Linked DNA regions of Xenopus laevis: region 1 is linked to region 2. Evidence: chromatin contacts called from public Hi-C data. All regions are on one chromosome and are shown on one strand. Each heading gives the region's core, a stretch centred on a gene start, on an enhancer-like site or on the middle of the called end of the contact. The rest is flanking DNA. Distances are from core to core; before and after follow the strand shown. Region 1 has its middle 4.3 kb from the start of LOC503674. Region 2 has its middle 41 kb from the start of spint1.L.

Region 1 (7,511 bases), core at 1,925-4,424, 63 kb before region 2:
GTGCTTCCACAACCTTTTCCTTTTTGCATTTTATCAGTTAGTTACCCAACATTTTGTAGGTAAGCTCTTTGTGGGAAGTGACCGCTTTTGGTTAATATAAGTGCAGTAAAAATGAACAGCACTGCTTATGTAACATATTTATTATTTTTTTGTACTTTAACCGTGCCTTTTAATTGCTAATATTGTATTGTATTATAAAGTGTACCCCTAGAGGTCAGCAAAGCACCTTTAAACAGACAAAAGCATAGCAATTTAGATATGGAATAAATTACAGAGGGATCCCTTGAAAAAGTATTCTCGGTGGCATGATAGCGCAGAATCCCAGTTGTCTTCAAACCTTCAATATACAGAAAAAGCAGAATATCTTGAATATATTTATTATTCTGCGCACAAAAACTGAAGGGGAAATAAATAGGACATTAGATAAAGGGTAAAAGGCAGAGCAGTGTTCATGGCACATGTGTCTCTTACTCTGGGAAAACATGGTTTTGATTCTCATGTGAATTACTTAGAGCTTTGGGCATGGCACTTAATGTTCCAGTATCTCGAGCCTCTGAATTATAGACTGTCAGAATCAGCCTGTCTGAAATATTCTCTGTGTATAAAATAGCAGCATTTTATCAGGATGAAGCAAGTAACAACTGGGATTCTGTTTATGAAATTCAGGATTCTTGCATCATCTCCATGGAACAAATGGGATTCTAATGAGCAAGGTCATCTATAACATTCTTGTAGAATCTTCAGTTGTGTGATTGATAATTCTCAATCTATCAGGATTTCAGGATTATCTATCTAATCCCCTGATTTCCCATAAATGCACCAAATGCCTGGACAATATAGTTGAAATTATGGAAACCACCCAACCAAATCTGGGCATGTATGGCTACTGGTGTAACTATAGAAGGGTGAGGCCTGGAACTAAATTCCCCCTCCCCAGTTGCTTTCCTATCTGCAGGTGGGGAGCTGGGGACATGGGCAGTGGGCCGTGTAGGAGTCGCTGTTCGCCGGCCCCTCTGAAAACTTTTAGGCAGCTGGGCCCAGTGCCAACTAGTTTAGCTACTGACTAGCCTTAACCATTATAAGTGGTTCAAATGCACAAACAGACAGCAAGCTTGGTTCTAAAATTGTCTGTTCCAAATTGGGTGCCAGTGAAGTAATGCAGGAAATTTTATTTTTTTAAATAATCTAGTGTTATTTTTATTTCTATAGTGGAGGAAAGCCTATCACCATAGTATCATAGTACACACATGTGGATCTAATTCAAATCAATTGAGGTGGGCGATAGAGCGGATCTGCTTCTCTCAGCCTGAAACAAATATGGAGCAGTGGAGCCAATAAGCCCTTGCCCTTACCTTGCTTATAACACAACCCACTGACCAACAACTAGGGGCAGCAAGACATGGTTCCCACAGGAAAGTGTGACTTAGGCAGCTCTGTGTTGTGTTCGATTGTTACTACCAAAGTTAATGTGTTATATCTATAATATATATTATTTCATCCTTGATAAAGGCCCCAATGTGGGCCAAAACGGTGGATGCACAAGTGATGATTGAATAAAAATTCACGTATTTAAGGAAATCGGTGTGCTGTTCCACTTTGAAGTTGATATATAAATATTTATATATATCTTTGGAAATCCCAGAAGACACTTGTGAGTACAGCACATGGTGGTTGTTATTGCACAAAAACACTCTCCTCCATGCCACAGCAGAAGAAAGATCATGCCCACTGATGCCTGTATGCCTGTCTTTTAAAGAGGTACTTGCTTTTGTGTGTCCTATAAAGACCTTTACTGGCTGACCTGTATGTTACTCATAGGCTGAATGGATGGATACTATGCACATGTATGGCCACTTTTCTATTGCTTTCTGTGTTTGGCCAACTGCCTTGAACGATGGGTGCAGATAAACTAGCGGAGACACCGATAATCATCGCAAAGGTAATTATCCATTGTCCCGTAATATCGTCTTCTAGGATACAGGGAGCCAGTTCCGTCAGTACTCAGTATCCCTATGGAGGTGCCCATGCAACTGTCACTCATTAACAGATAAAGGATGATTCTGTCTTATCTTTTAATCTTTAGTAAGTGTTTCAGTGTAAACAATCATGGGGATTCATTTAACCAGATAGCGAATTATCCAGACAGATAAGAGCTTGTAATAAAATTCCATTAAATACAGTGAACAAAGACACAATGGCTTTCACTCAGTCCTGATAGTCTGTATGTCCCTTTGTAGGTTTAATATGACAATGTACAACTTGGTAATATTTTCCTACCAATAGCAAGCATATTTATCAAAAAGGGGGAAGAAAGAGCTCACACATTCATTAAATAATTCCTTTTATAGAGGCCTGTGATATTTTGCTCCAGCAAACTACAGTGAGCAATCTTTTCCCTTTGGAAATACACATTTAGTTCATATTGATGGGCAAACCCATGCTACTGCCCCCCATCACTTTCCATTGAGGGTTCACAAGACACCTGAATTTTCGATTGAGCGAGTAGTAGGTTCTGATCAAATTACCATTCAATTTTAGGGAAAGCAACTGGGAAGAATAGCTGATTTTTTTGTGAGGTAGTTGTCAAAACACTGACTGTGCCATATACAAATATTTAGAATTATTGGCTGACCCAGATATGTTCTTCAATATAGATTTAACGACCAATCAGTTTGCTGTATGCATGCTTGTATACTGCTGTTTGGCCATACACATCACAACAGTCGTACTTTTGGTGATTGCAACAAACCTGCACCCCTAAACAGTTTGTCTGATTACTGATACTGACAGGGGAACAGGTTATTCGAAGGAGGATGAGGACACACCTCTTTAATGACCAATGGTGCAATGGTGCCCAATATTGCATCAGTCACCTAATACACATGGATATCCTTTATTTTATATCCGCAGATTTAACCAAATATGCAACCAGTGTGACTCAACAGACCCATCTATCTGGAAAGGAAAAAGTGGGTGATTAGCTTCCATATAAGGATCATGTCCACTTAAAAGTAGACAGTCCAGCCAGATATTGCTACAGATAAATTCAGTAGTCCAATAATCCAGTGGGACAGATGATCAGATATCCTGCAACTCAGCATGTGTGACCTGCCAGGCCTTTACTCTTGTTCTCTTGGCAGGAACTATAGCTAAGCCTGGTGGGCTGCTGTACACATATCCAGCATGCTAATACCGTTTGTAAGGAACACACACAGAGTCTTTTTCTTTTTCCTTTGCCTGAGGTGAGGGTTTTCACGTCCATCCCTAGATCCAGGGAAGATCCAGGTGTGAAATATACCAGCTACCAATTAGGCTCCTTTCTTTTCAGACATTGTATTTTATTTCAGGAAGAACATAAACAATTAGCACCTTCGCTGTGTGTTTGCTGTTTAATAGCTAAAATGTGGAAATAAGGCTTCAGAGGAAGTCGTTTTACATTTCAATATTAAAGTGAATGTGTAAAAACTGAAAGATGAACTCAGAGGGGTGGAAGGACGATGTGGCCCCTTCTGTATTGTTTTTATACAGTCTGCAGAATATCATTTTCAAAGTACAAAGTACAAGGAAATGGCATAATTCTTACCCAGAATTCCAGCATAACTTTGGCTGGCACGATCCGGCAAATATTTTTTGTGCAAGATAATAAAGAGACAAACTGATGGCAGATGGAGGCAACTTGGGGTGCCTGGGGTGCGTCCTGGGTATGTACTCATACTCCTATCAATTGTATGTGATTCAGTTGGCGCAACGTCAAGCTATAATAGGTGGAACACACAAAGAGAGCCCTGTTTTTGTGGTAGGTACCATTGTGCCAGAACATGATACTTTTTGTGCCTTATGCACCAGTAGGCACAACTCATAAACCAGCAAACAGCACTTGAAAATGTTGGCTTGTGTTGTGTGTGCCATTTTGATGGGCACACTTAGCAATCATTAATATTTATACATGGTGTATTAATGGGACATTAATTGAATATTATACAGTGTGACCACACTCACACACCCCAGTGGGCCAAACTGCTCAGATTGCACTGATCCAACTGAAACTTTATGCCAGTCAGGGTTTGCTGAAAGCTACAAACACGTGCCAGTGTGGGTCATTGCCAGACTGCTCTTCCATTTTGAGCAACCAACTCAGCTTCTTGCAATTTGAGAGTGAGATTGTTCAAAGAACTGCAGGAGTGTTGATAGGAGCTGCAACATCTGTGAGTGCCAAAAGGAACCCTAATATTAACTTCTTCGTCACTCGCAGTCAGATAAGGAGCAGCTGCAGCATGTCACTGCACACCTCACATTCTCACATTCTCAAGTGATAACAGTGCCAAGCACGGCTTTACATTCTGTGCCCTCCCCATAACTGTTTGGGTGCAAGAAATGTGCAACTAACAATAAACCAGGGTGTTGCTCCCAAGTTCTGCATCAGACACAGGCAGACATTGCACCCTCTCTTTTTTGATTTGACCCAAGTCTTGGCACCCACATAAAGTGCAATTTGCAGTAATATTATCTATAACTCCCAAATCCCCCCATATGTCCAATGCTTCCCATTTCAGCTGCGCCTACAACCACCCATGTGTCCATACCCTGTTACCCATTATTCCTAAATGACTGGGGTACAGGTTAAGCATATGGACGTGCAATAGCAACATCCATGTGTCTTTTGCAGTCAGATCGACAATTATGGGCTGATTTATCAAGGGTTGAGTTTCTAAAAACTCCCATAAACTCGAAATTCGGAAAAAACCAACCAATTTAAATTTATAAAAAAAAGATAATTTTTAAATTTGGGTAAATAGGATCTACCTGCAAACTCGAATCGAATTCAATTCAAGTTATTTAAAAAAATATATATTTTCAAAAGTCCACCAAACAACTCCAAATTGATTGTAGGAGGTCCCCCATAGGCTGAAACACAAATTTGGCAGGTATTGGATGGCGAATAGTCAAATTTGAAGTAAATGATACATTTCACAATTCAAATTTTGAATTTTTTTTTAAACTCAAATCGAATTTGGACTATTCCCTAGTCGAATTACACTAAAAATAAACTTAATAAAATTCGAATTCGAAAATTAGATTTTTCAATTCGCCCCTTGATAAATCTGCCCCTTATACAAACCACTGCCTTTTTTCTGCAGCAATTCAAATATACAGTTTATACTGGGCCCTTCAACTGAGATGTTGTTCATTAACGGGCTGGGTTTCTCCTTTGCTAAGCTAAAGCTAAAGTTTAGGTGGATTTATGGGCAGTCATTGCAGGTTCTCACAGTCACTCTCATCTATGTGAACGGCAGATAGGAGCCATCTTACCCTCCCACTCTCCTACCTTGGGCCAATTTGTTCTTTGTTTTGTTCTATAATGACTTACTTATAGCCCAAGTTGTAAAGTTTATTTCTCTTGTCCCTGCACAGTGATTATCTCTACAACGTTGTTTGGCTGTGAGGGGGTGCTAAGAGTTTTAGTTCAATACAACTGGGGGTGGGGGTCACATTTAACAGTTTGGCTCTACTTTTGGATGTGTTGCCATTACTTCTCCTGTTATGATTATTCATCCATTATTATTATGATGTTATTGTAGAGCCATTCTTATTGTAATTTATACATATGCATGGGAGAGGCCATACTGCCCTACACTGCAAGCATGTGAGACTACTAGGGGTGCTCTTATTTTGGGTCAATGGAGAATGTGCAAAGAAGATACATTCTGTGCATATAATAAGTCATAAGGGGTGTAATTATAGAGACAGACGACAGATATATAGAGTGCCAGTTGGTGGGTATTGACTAATATAAGCATCCATTTACTTCATCTGGGTTCCTACTGAATAATAGCAATGCAGAACTCTGCCTGGGCAGCACTGGGTCTTGGCTCACCCCTGGGTTTGCTTTCTTAGTAAAAGCAACATTAGGGAGTTAAGCAGAAGACAGCCACCCAGGGTTCCCATGAAAACTCCTTTGTTTGGGGTGAAACTTCTGCTGCCTGAGCCACATTTGAATGGAGGGAGTTGCCTCTACATGAAGTCCAGGGAGAGAAAATAGTGCAAGTGAAACCATCATTTGTGCCAAACAGAATGCAAATGAACAGAGCCAGACCTGCCCTTTAAAGGAAATCCATGCTCTATTCATAAACAGGGCTCAATTTATGTTTTGGTAAACGTTCAGTAAACAGAAGCCATGATTGTTCTGATCACAACAACAAAAATGTAAATGCCCTCTTACAGTGGCCAAATTATATTCAAAAACTGCTACCTTTTCAATATAACCCCTTTTCTACTATGGCAGCATATATATTTGGGCATTCATACCCACAGTTAACATGGGGTATATTGCAGTAATATTCATCCCTTGCCTCTGGCTGCTGATTAGCAATTGATATCTGGCGCAGAAACTGGCAGTTTCACCAGCTATTATCTGAGGTGCTGGAGGTAAATAAGTATGACCCTCAGCACTGAGCAACACTAGGCATACCATATTAAATAACTAATTATTATTCAATTCTTAATAGTAAGCATAAAGGGAATATAAACCAGTAAATAAATATATGTTTACCTAATAAAAGAAAATTTAACTTTTCAATTATTTGTAAATGTAATTGTTACAGAAAGTTGTATGTGTCTGTCTTTTGCTTTTCACTGCTGGTCCTGACTATTGAAACAATGTAGCAGAAACCAAGTCCTTCGATTCCCGCAGCGAGTATATACATAGCAGAATATAACAGTTGCATTTAAAAATAAGGTATCAATGAAATATATACAGTATGTAAAGCTGCTTAGAATAACAGAATAACATTTTCTCTCATTAGGTATATATATTTTTTTTGGGGGGGGGAGGTTTATATTTGCTTTAATGTGCTGGAGTTGGTGTCACTGTTTTGCATTTGTGCCAGAAAGGAAGTAGGATCTTGTGCAAAAGAGAACATGTAGGAAATGGGTAATATTCTCTGGAAAAAAAGTTGTAGTAATTATTTCCGTTTACCTGTGACTCTTAAACCTTCCGTTAAAAAACGTAATTCCTGTCGTACTTTGTAACTGGGGCTCTATACAATTATAGGATCCGTTATCTGAAAACCCTTTATCCAGAAAGTTCTCAATTACAGAAAGGACGTCTCTCCTAGAGACTCCATTTTATTTAAATAATTATTAAATTATAAATTAAAATAAAATTATTCCCTTTTTTTCTGTAATAATAAAAGAAAACCTTATACTTGATACAAACTAAGATCTAATTAATCCTTATTAGACGCAAAACCAGCCTATTGGGTTTATTTTATGTTTTCATGAACTTAAGGTATGAAGATTCAGATTATGGAAAGATCCGTTACCCTGAAATCCTCAGCATTCTGGATAACAGGTCTCATACCTGTATTTAAAAAAGCAGGACATGGATCACAAAAGAGCTGCAAACCCCCCTATCTGAAAAGCCCAAGCCTTCTATTGTTTACACCACTATAGCATGGGAAGTATAGGGAGAGATAAGTAAGATAGAAGCATAAAAAATGAATTATTATGGT
Region 2 (7,677 bases), core at 3,101-5,600:
CTTCTTTTCCCATGTCTAACATTCTCTATTTATGTAAACAGTTATTCAACTAAGGAACGATTTTTATCTGATAACAATTGTTCATAGTTTTGGTCATGGAGATGAGTAACCAAATTGGAGATGAGTACGTTTTTCCCTTTCCAATCCTCCTCCATTTTCAGTATCATGTTTCCTATTAGTTTCTCACTTTATGTACAGAAGTTGCTATCGACATTACGCTGAGACAAAGGACATATCTAGTCCATGGGTGGTGGTCTGGGATGCCCAGGGTTGCCATATTTGTAAAAACAATTTGTGGATCCCTGATAAGAGGGAGGTCAGTTTTTCACTTATCATTGTTTCTGTTATGCAAGCTTTTAATTCTTAAATTGAAAGGAACAAAGTCCGCCACGATTTTGCAATCAACTGTTTGGCTGCTGTAAATATAAATGTAATTCGTTTTCTAGATTTACCGTTAATGTTAGGTATCCATTGATTAAATAAATAAAGGGATCCTTTCAAATATGGATGTGAGTGATAGAGTCAATCATTCCATAAATTCTTGACCAGTACCTTTGCACTTGAGAGCATTGCCACCATAAAGTATATGAGCCATTGTTCCTTCCCTCTGCAATTTCTAAAGCAAGCTTTAGATTGAGATGGAAACATCCTATGTAACCGCATAGGGTTTAGATACTAATCGTTATTGCTACTTTTTATTACTCATCTTTCTAGTCAGACCCTCTCCTATTCATATTCCATTCTCTTATGCAAATCAATGGTTGCTAAGGTAATTTGGAGGTTGCTGAAATTGCAAACTGGAGAGCAGCTGAATAAAAAGCGAAATAATTCAAAAACCACAAATAAAAATGAAAACAAGTTGCAAAATGTCATGAAATATCATTCTGTACTTTATACACTGATAATTACACTAACTGGACTTATACAATTTGTAGTGCAATTGCATCTAATGTATATCAAAGTGCAACACAAATGTGTTGGTTTTTATGTATTGCCCCAATTAAGCTGGGTGCATCACCCCCTGGCAACTGCTATTACTCTGGAATTGGCGGGGGGTGGGTAAAATATATAGTGATTGCACTTAGACCACTACACTTGTGGTTATTATATTGTTTTTTTTATTCCAAACCAGTGTTAATCAGTATTCATTGTTTCGAGATTTATAAGCAATGGGAAATGTGTGGGTGTAAACAAATTCATTTAATTATAAAAATTATAATAAAAAAAAAACAGGCCAGTTTCTTTATCTATTTAATAGGGTTTTATGACAGGGAGGAAGCGAAATGACTAGTAAATATTCATTGTATTTCAGTGGGCAGATCATGTAACCTAAATATAAATTTCTCAATAGTATGCATTGCTTCAGACACAGATGAATGTCTCAGATTTAGAGATCCTGCTGCAAATAAATAGAAAATACATGATGTCTATTGATGTCTATACTATATTCCCATTTCCTTTTTTTGAGGTGCTACATAGTCCCCTGTCTGTTAGGCAGGAATAGTGAATTAGGAAACAATTAGGCAGTGAGACAGGTGGTTGGGATGGAGTTTGGAGTCTGATGTTGTGCAGCATCTGGGGGTGTGAGTGTTGCGCTGCAGCTGCTGCATGGGCCACGTAAGGTCAAGGTAGGAGCAATAAGAATGGCAGAATAGTGTATTCAGCTGCACAAGGTGAGACTTAGACCCTTCAGCAAGTGCCGCCTGACCTGATTTACTCACTAGCAGCTGTTTAGAGTCATCTGTTTCCCTACAGCCTCTAGGAAATTGTTGTGTCACAATTAGATTGCTACATAGTAAATTGGGTAAATATGTCTGTGAAGGTTCTCATTCATGCAGGTCATGCTATATCTATAGTAATAAGTCAAATCAACTGGACTTGCTGTGTTTTTCCTTTTTATTTGTAGACATTTCGCTAGTCATCTGACAGAATCTGAATTCAAATCAGAATCAGAATTCTGATCCAGAGGAAACGGAACAGCCCCCACAGTAGATTTCCTTTTTCTCTTTAATAATTAAACATCAGTAGCTTGTACTTGATCCCAACTAAGATATAATTAATCCTTATTGAAAGCAAAAAGCAGCCTATTTGGGTTTATTTAATGATTTTCTAGTAGACTTAAGATATGAAGATCCAATCTCTTAAAAATCTCGTCAGAACGCGGGCCGCATCTGTCTGTCTGTAATCCATAAATTATGATCTGATTGTTGGGCCCTAGGGCCCACGATTGGATCAGCCCGATATCGCCCACCTCAATGTGGGCATATTGTGGAGAGATCCGCTCATTTGGCTAAATCACCAAACAAGCAGATCTCTATGTGAATGGCCACCTTAAGTCTAATGGCAGGCAACAATCTGTGGGTTCTGGCAAATGTCAGAGGGGCTGCTGTAAGAAGTCGTAGACAGTCACTATTTATTGGGCCCCTGAGTACTTAAAAAGGCAGGAGCTATTTTAAATCTCAGTCTGGAGCTGCTTGGTACAAAAGCTTATTGAAGAAATAGTTAACCTCTGCTCAGAGCAGTTGGAGCCAGGTGAAGCAACAAGGAAGTTTGCACAGTATATCAGTATCAGTTTATTCTAAAATCATTGTATTTCCTTGTTCTTTATGTGGGAGGATTAGGGCATTTATATACTTGTGAATGAAAGTGGGAGTGTGTCACAATAGGTAAGTAGGTAGCAAGGTGTATATGTTTGTGTAGGTCTGGGTTAGTATGCTGATCTGCATGGGTGACGGTGGAGTTGCTGTATATTTATCTGTATTCTGATGGGTGGTGACTGTGCAGAGCTGTCAGTATGTTGATTTATGCTCATTCTGGTTTCAGCTCTTTATAAACATGTCTCTAAAAATCATATACAAGTGAGCAGTGGATCAGTGGAAAATGTGGTGAACCCTAGTTTCACTGTTTGATAAATATGCCCAGGTTATCTTAAAAAACATACATAATAATTTGTGATTACAGTCACCCTGCACCAGTGACCCAAAACTGTCCCAGGTATCCTTATCCTGACTGTCAGACTAGAGCCTGCAGCCACTGCTCTGCCCCAACAAAGGATCTAACCCTACCGCTTGGGAAGCATGGGATAGCCAGACGGGGAGTCCAATATCAGGTGTTAAGATGGCCATACATAAGGAAATCCGCTTGTCTGGCGACATTGCCAAACGAGCGGATCTTTCCCCGATATGCCCACCAACAGCAGGGCCATATTGGGGTAATCCGAACATCTGGCCCTAGGGCCGAACGATCGGATTACAACGAAGAGCAATGAGCTCCGACGGGTCGGTTGGTGGAAAAATGAAACCTTCCCGATCAATATTGTGACCAGATATATCGATTTGGAAGACCCGTGGGAAGCCCCCATACATGGGCAGATAAATTGGTCTAAAGGACCAATATCGGCCGCTTTATCTGCCCGTGTATGGCCACCTTAACTGTGCCCCTTGTGGAATTTGTGCTTAATATTCCCAAACAATATGAGATAAACAAGGCACCTGTCATATAAGGCACTGGCAAACAAGGAGATGTGTTACCCGCAGTATATCTGTACGACAACTGAAAAAACTCCTGAAAACATATTACTTGATGCAATCCTGCTTAAAGGGGTAGTTCACCTTTAAGTTAAATTTTAGTATGTTATAGAATGCCCTATTCCTAGCAACCTTGAAATTTATTTTCATTGTTTATTTTTTTATAGTTTTAGACCCTGGCAGACAAAAACTATTGCTGTGTGAGGCTACAACAGGGTCGGACTGGGCCAGTGGGGCACCGGGAAATTTCCCCGCTCTGGGTGCTGCACCCTTACCCCCCAGCCCTGATAGTGGCCTCAACAAGATGAAATGAAGGAGGGAGAAGGGGGCCCGGGGGGCAGTGGGCCCCAGACCCCCCAGTCCGACCCTGGGCTACAATTTTACTGTTATTGTTACTTTGTATTATCTTTCTGTGCAGACCCTTTTCTATTCATATTCCTGTCTCTTGTTCAAACCACTGCCTGGTTGCTAGGGTTAACTGTAAACCATAACAAATAAAAAATGATCACCAATTGCAAATTGCCTGAGGATATCATTGTGTATATCATAGCACAATTTAAGTTATAGGCAAACTACATCATTAATCACAGGAAAATGCTTTTTTTCCCTATTTCCCCCAATTAAGCCAAATAGCCGCAAGTCTGCTGCTGAAAATGGAAGTAGCTACAAGTTTTGTATTTAGTCCCGCAACATTTAAATGACCCGTATTGAGGAATGTTACAAAGCCATAAGCAGTGAAGTGTAGAACTGTACTCATGCTGTAATGTTATGGGCCAGAAGGAACAAAAGCCGTGTCCCATGTGAAGGCCTGTACAAAACAAAGGAGTTACAAACACTGACAGGGAGAAAAACAAAGCTGAAACGCATGACTCATTGCTAAGAATACATTGCACCCCAGACTTGAGCAAAGTTACAGGTACAAAGAAGTACAAGAGACAGACTCCAGTGCAGACCAGTTGACTTGCTATACCTGGCGCCAGAAAACCGCAGCACACTGACGGGGAGTCACAATATTTCCATTTGTCATTGCTATGGAAAAATATGTCATTGTATGAGCAGGTCTAGTGTAGAGTTAGTGACAATAGCGTAACTAGATATTACACAGAAAATCCTTTTTCAGGCCCCCAAAATGTCTAGATGTTTTACCAATATTTACTGAAATTGTATACAAATTAGGGCCTCATGGGGCCCCTAAACCTCCTGGCCCCCCTGCAGCCGCAGGGTCTGCTTACTCTGTAGTTACGCCCCTGGTTGGTAACCTGCAGCCCTTCTAGTACTGTATAACTACAAACCCCACTACCACCTGGCAGCCCCTTTGGTTCATCCCAGTTTTATTGCACAGGTATGGGACCTGTTATCCTGAATGTTCGGGAGCTGGAGTTTTCCTGATAAGGGGTCTTTCCATAATTTGGATCCAAGTCTGCTAAAAAAAATCATTTAAACATTAAATAACTACACAGTCTCACTCGCTTGTAAGTGCTGATCTAAACATTCTTGGAGAGCAGTCAAATTAATAGCAACTTGGCTTTATTGAAGCACGCATAATAATTGTAACTCAGCAATGGGTGTGCAGACTAGCGCGTTTTATGCCTATACCTTGAGCACTTCCTCAGAGTAAATCAAATAGGATTGTTTTGCCTTCAATAAAGGTTAATTATATCTTAGTCTGGATCAAGTACAGGTTTGGACTGGGGGGCCCACTGGGGCCGCTGCCTCAAGGCCCCCTCCGGCCCCCCGTCGCCGTCGACATGAAAAGGAACTGTGCCGCCTCTTCACTTGCTCATTTCCCTGAATTTTTAATTATTTTCCCTGACTGTAGAAAGTCAACCCAACTGACCAGCACCTGTCGCTGTTGTTATATAACACTTTCAGCCGTTTAGGTTGTAATGTTTCTAGGTCATAAAACAAAATGTAAAGAATAAAGCGAAATACAAAACAGGAAACACAATATGAAACATGACGCAAAACCTGAAACAAAACACAAAACATAACAAAATGTGAAACATAACATTTTTAACATTATCATAATAAATGAAGCAGGGATCACAGAATACTGGGAGAATTTTTAAACAACATTCTTGCATCCCTTAGCACTCCTGCATCTCTAGGGTAAGTATGAACCCCTCTATGTATAGATTGGGGGTTATTGTCTATAGTAGGGAGAAAAACAAATATTGTACATAGATACCACTGTAATATTAAATGACTAGTTATGCTTAGGGTCAGGGCACACAGTCAAATTAGGGGATATTAGTCGCCCGGCAACAAATATCTTCTTCTTCGGGCGACTAATCTCTCTGAACTGCCTCTCCTGCCTTCCCACTGGCTAAAATGTAAATCGCCGGTGCGAAGGAAGGGAGGCAGTTTGGGGAGATTAGTCCCCCCGAAGAAGAGAAGATTTGTCGCCAGGCGACTGATCTCCCCGAATCTGCCTTGTGCCCTGACCTTAAAGAAAAGAAAGAATTAAGAAATAAGGGGTTTTCATATTGCAAAAACAATTGCATGTAGGACAAGTTGTCCATAGTGTTCATAGCAAAAGTGTCAGGGAAACTTAGGACATAAAACAAAGCAAAATGTACACCAATTATGATTTTTCTATTCATTTCAGATCTATAAATTGCTAATCTGATGAATTTTGTAACAACAGCATCACCCAGTGGTCTGTTCTTCCAACTGTACAGACAAAGAGAATATGTTCAGAAGGAAGACTTTATTTGAGGTTGTTCTGCTTGAGAAAGAGATCGAAAATCTCAGAGGGCTTTTCTGGCTATAAGAAGTGGTAGTTTGAAGGAACAGTAACACACATAAATGATAGTGTATTCAATTAATGAAAATATAATGTAGTGTTGCCTTGAAAAAGTGGGGTGTTTGCTTCAGAATATTTTCTATAGTTTATATAAACAAGCTGCTGTGTAGTCATGGGGGCAGTCATTCAAAGCTGATAAAGGAGAAAAGGTACAGGATACACAGCAGATAACAGATAAGCTCTGTAGTATACAATGGGATTCTTCAGAATGTATCTGATAACTACCATGTATCCCCCCCCCCATGGATACACAACCCTGTAGGCAACTATACCATTTTTATTAATGTTTCAGTGTAGTATTCATAACTGGTGATGGGTATGAATCCTTTTGAAAGGCACCGTGTATAACCTATTTAATCCAAAATGGAAAATAAACGGAAGAGAAACTGTATTTATAAAAGTGATCCAGTCTCTTTGTAATTGAAGTAAGACTAACCACATGGGAGGTTGTGTGTTGGGCCTTGGACCAGCCATCAGAGCAACTAATGTCTAATCAGGATGAGTTGATACAGCAAAATACAGCAACAGTGGTACTTGGAGAAATCCCTTGTGGGCCCGGTGTGTAACAGGTATTCTCTTACGGATCCTATATGATAACTATATATCTAATATGGGATGGGATCCGTTATCCAGAAACCTGGATTCATTTCATTCAAATAATCCAGATTTTTTTAAAAAAATTATGTTATTTTTCTACAGTACCTTGTACTTGATCCCAACTAAGATATCATGAATCCTTATTGGAAGCAAAAAACAGCCTATTGGGTTTATTTAACCCCCAGGTCCCAAGTATTCTGGATAGTAGGGTTTATTTCATGTTTACATGACTGTCTAGTAGACTTAAGGTATGGAGATCCAAATTATGGAAAAATTTTGTAAGACGCACCGGGAGATCAGCGCCTTCCCTTACCTTTCGGCGCATCCATTTTCAGGTCCCACTGCGCATGCGCATCTGATGCACGGACTCGGTCGTCGCAGGTGTCCAACGTCCGCGAACGTCATGGAGAGTCATGACGTCATCATGCGGCATCTCTGCTTAAAAGAGAGCTGGCTTCTGTTTACAGATCCTGCATAAGCGTTATACTGTGTTTGAATTCCTGTTGTTTTTACTCCTGCCTGATTTTTGACTCCTGCCGCATGCCTTGAACCTTTTCGCCTGATCTTCGACTACTCCTCGCTTAATCCTTGCCGGTACCTCATTTAGGACTTGTTACTATTTACGCACTACTCCTTGTAGATTCCGCAGCAGAAAGCCTGGGGGGTGAGGGCGTTGGGGAACACCGGAATCCACAGGGGTGCCCTGTGCATCTGAGTATACTCATGGCTTCTAAGCTTCCCATCTGA

The links. A called contact is a pair of places that touch in the nucleus more often than the background predicts.
Region 1: a contact with region 2 is called in a Hi-C map of the XL177 cell line, with 4 times the contacts expected there. The contact joins two enhancer-like sites. A contact is called at or near these places in 3 of 4 Hi-C or Micro-C datasets (the XL177 cell line, the XTC cell line and animal cap).

The regions. Positions count from the first base shown.
Region 1 is chr8L:108,592,749-108,600,259 of Xenopus_laevis_v10.1, reverse strand. No RefSeq gene overlaps it. Among protein-coding and RNA genes, the nearest start is that of LOC503674, 4.3 kb to the right of the region's middle. Within about 2 kb of position 3,174, at least 2 of the 7 cell types and tissues checked have an H3K27ac peak or open chromatin away from gene starts, as enhancers often do. A contact at or near this core is called in animal cap, where this site is marked.
Region 2 is chr8L:108,530,429-108,538,105 of Xenopus_laevis_v10.1, reverse strand. No RefSeq gene overlaps it. Among protein-coding and RNA genes, the nearest start is that of spint1.L, 41 kb to the right of the region's middle. Within about 2 kb of position 4,350, at least 1 of the 7 cell types and tissues checked has an H3K27ac peak or open chromatin away from gene starts, as enhancers often do. A contact at or near this core is called in animal cap, where this site is marked.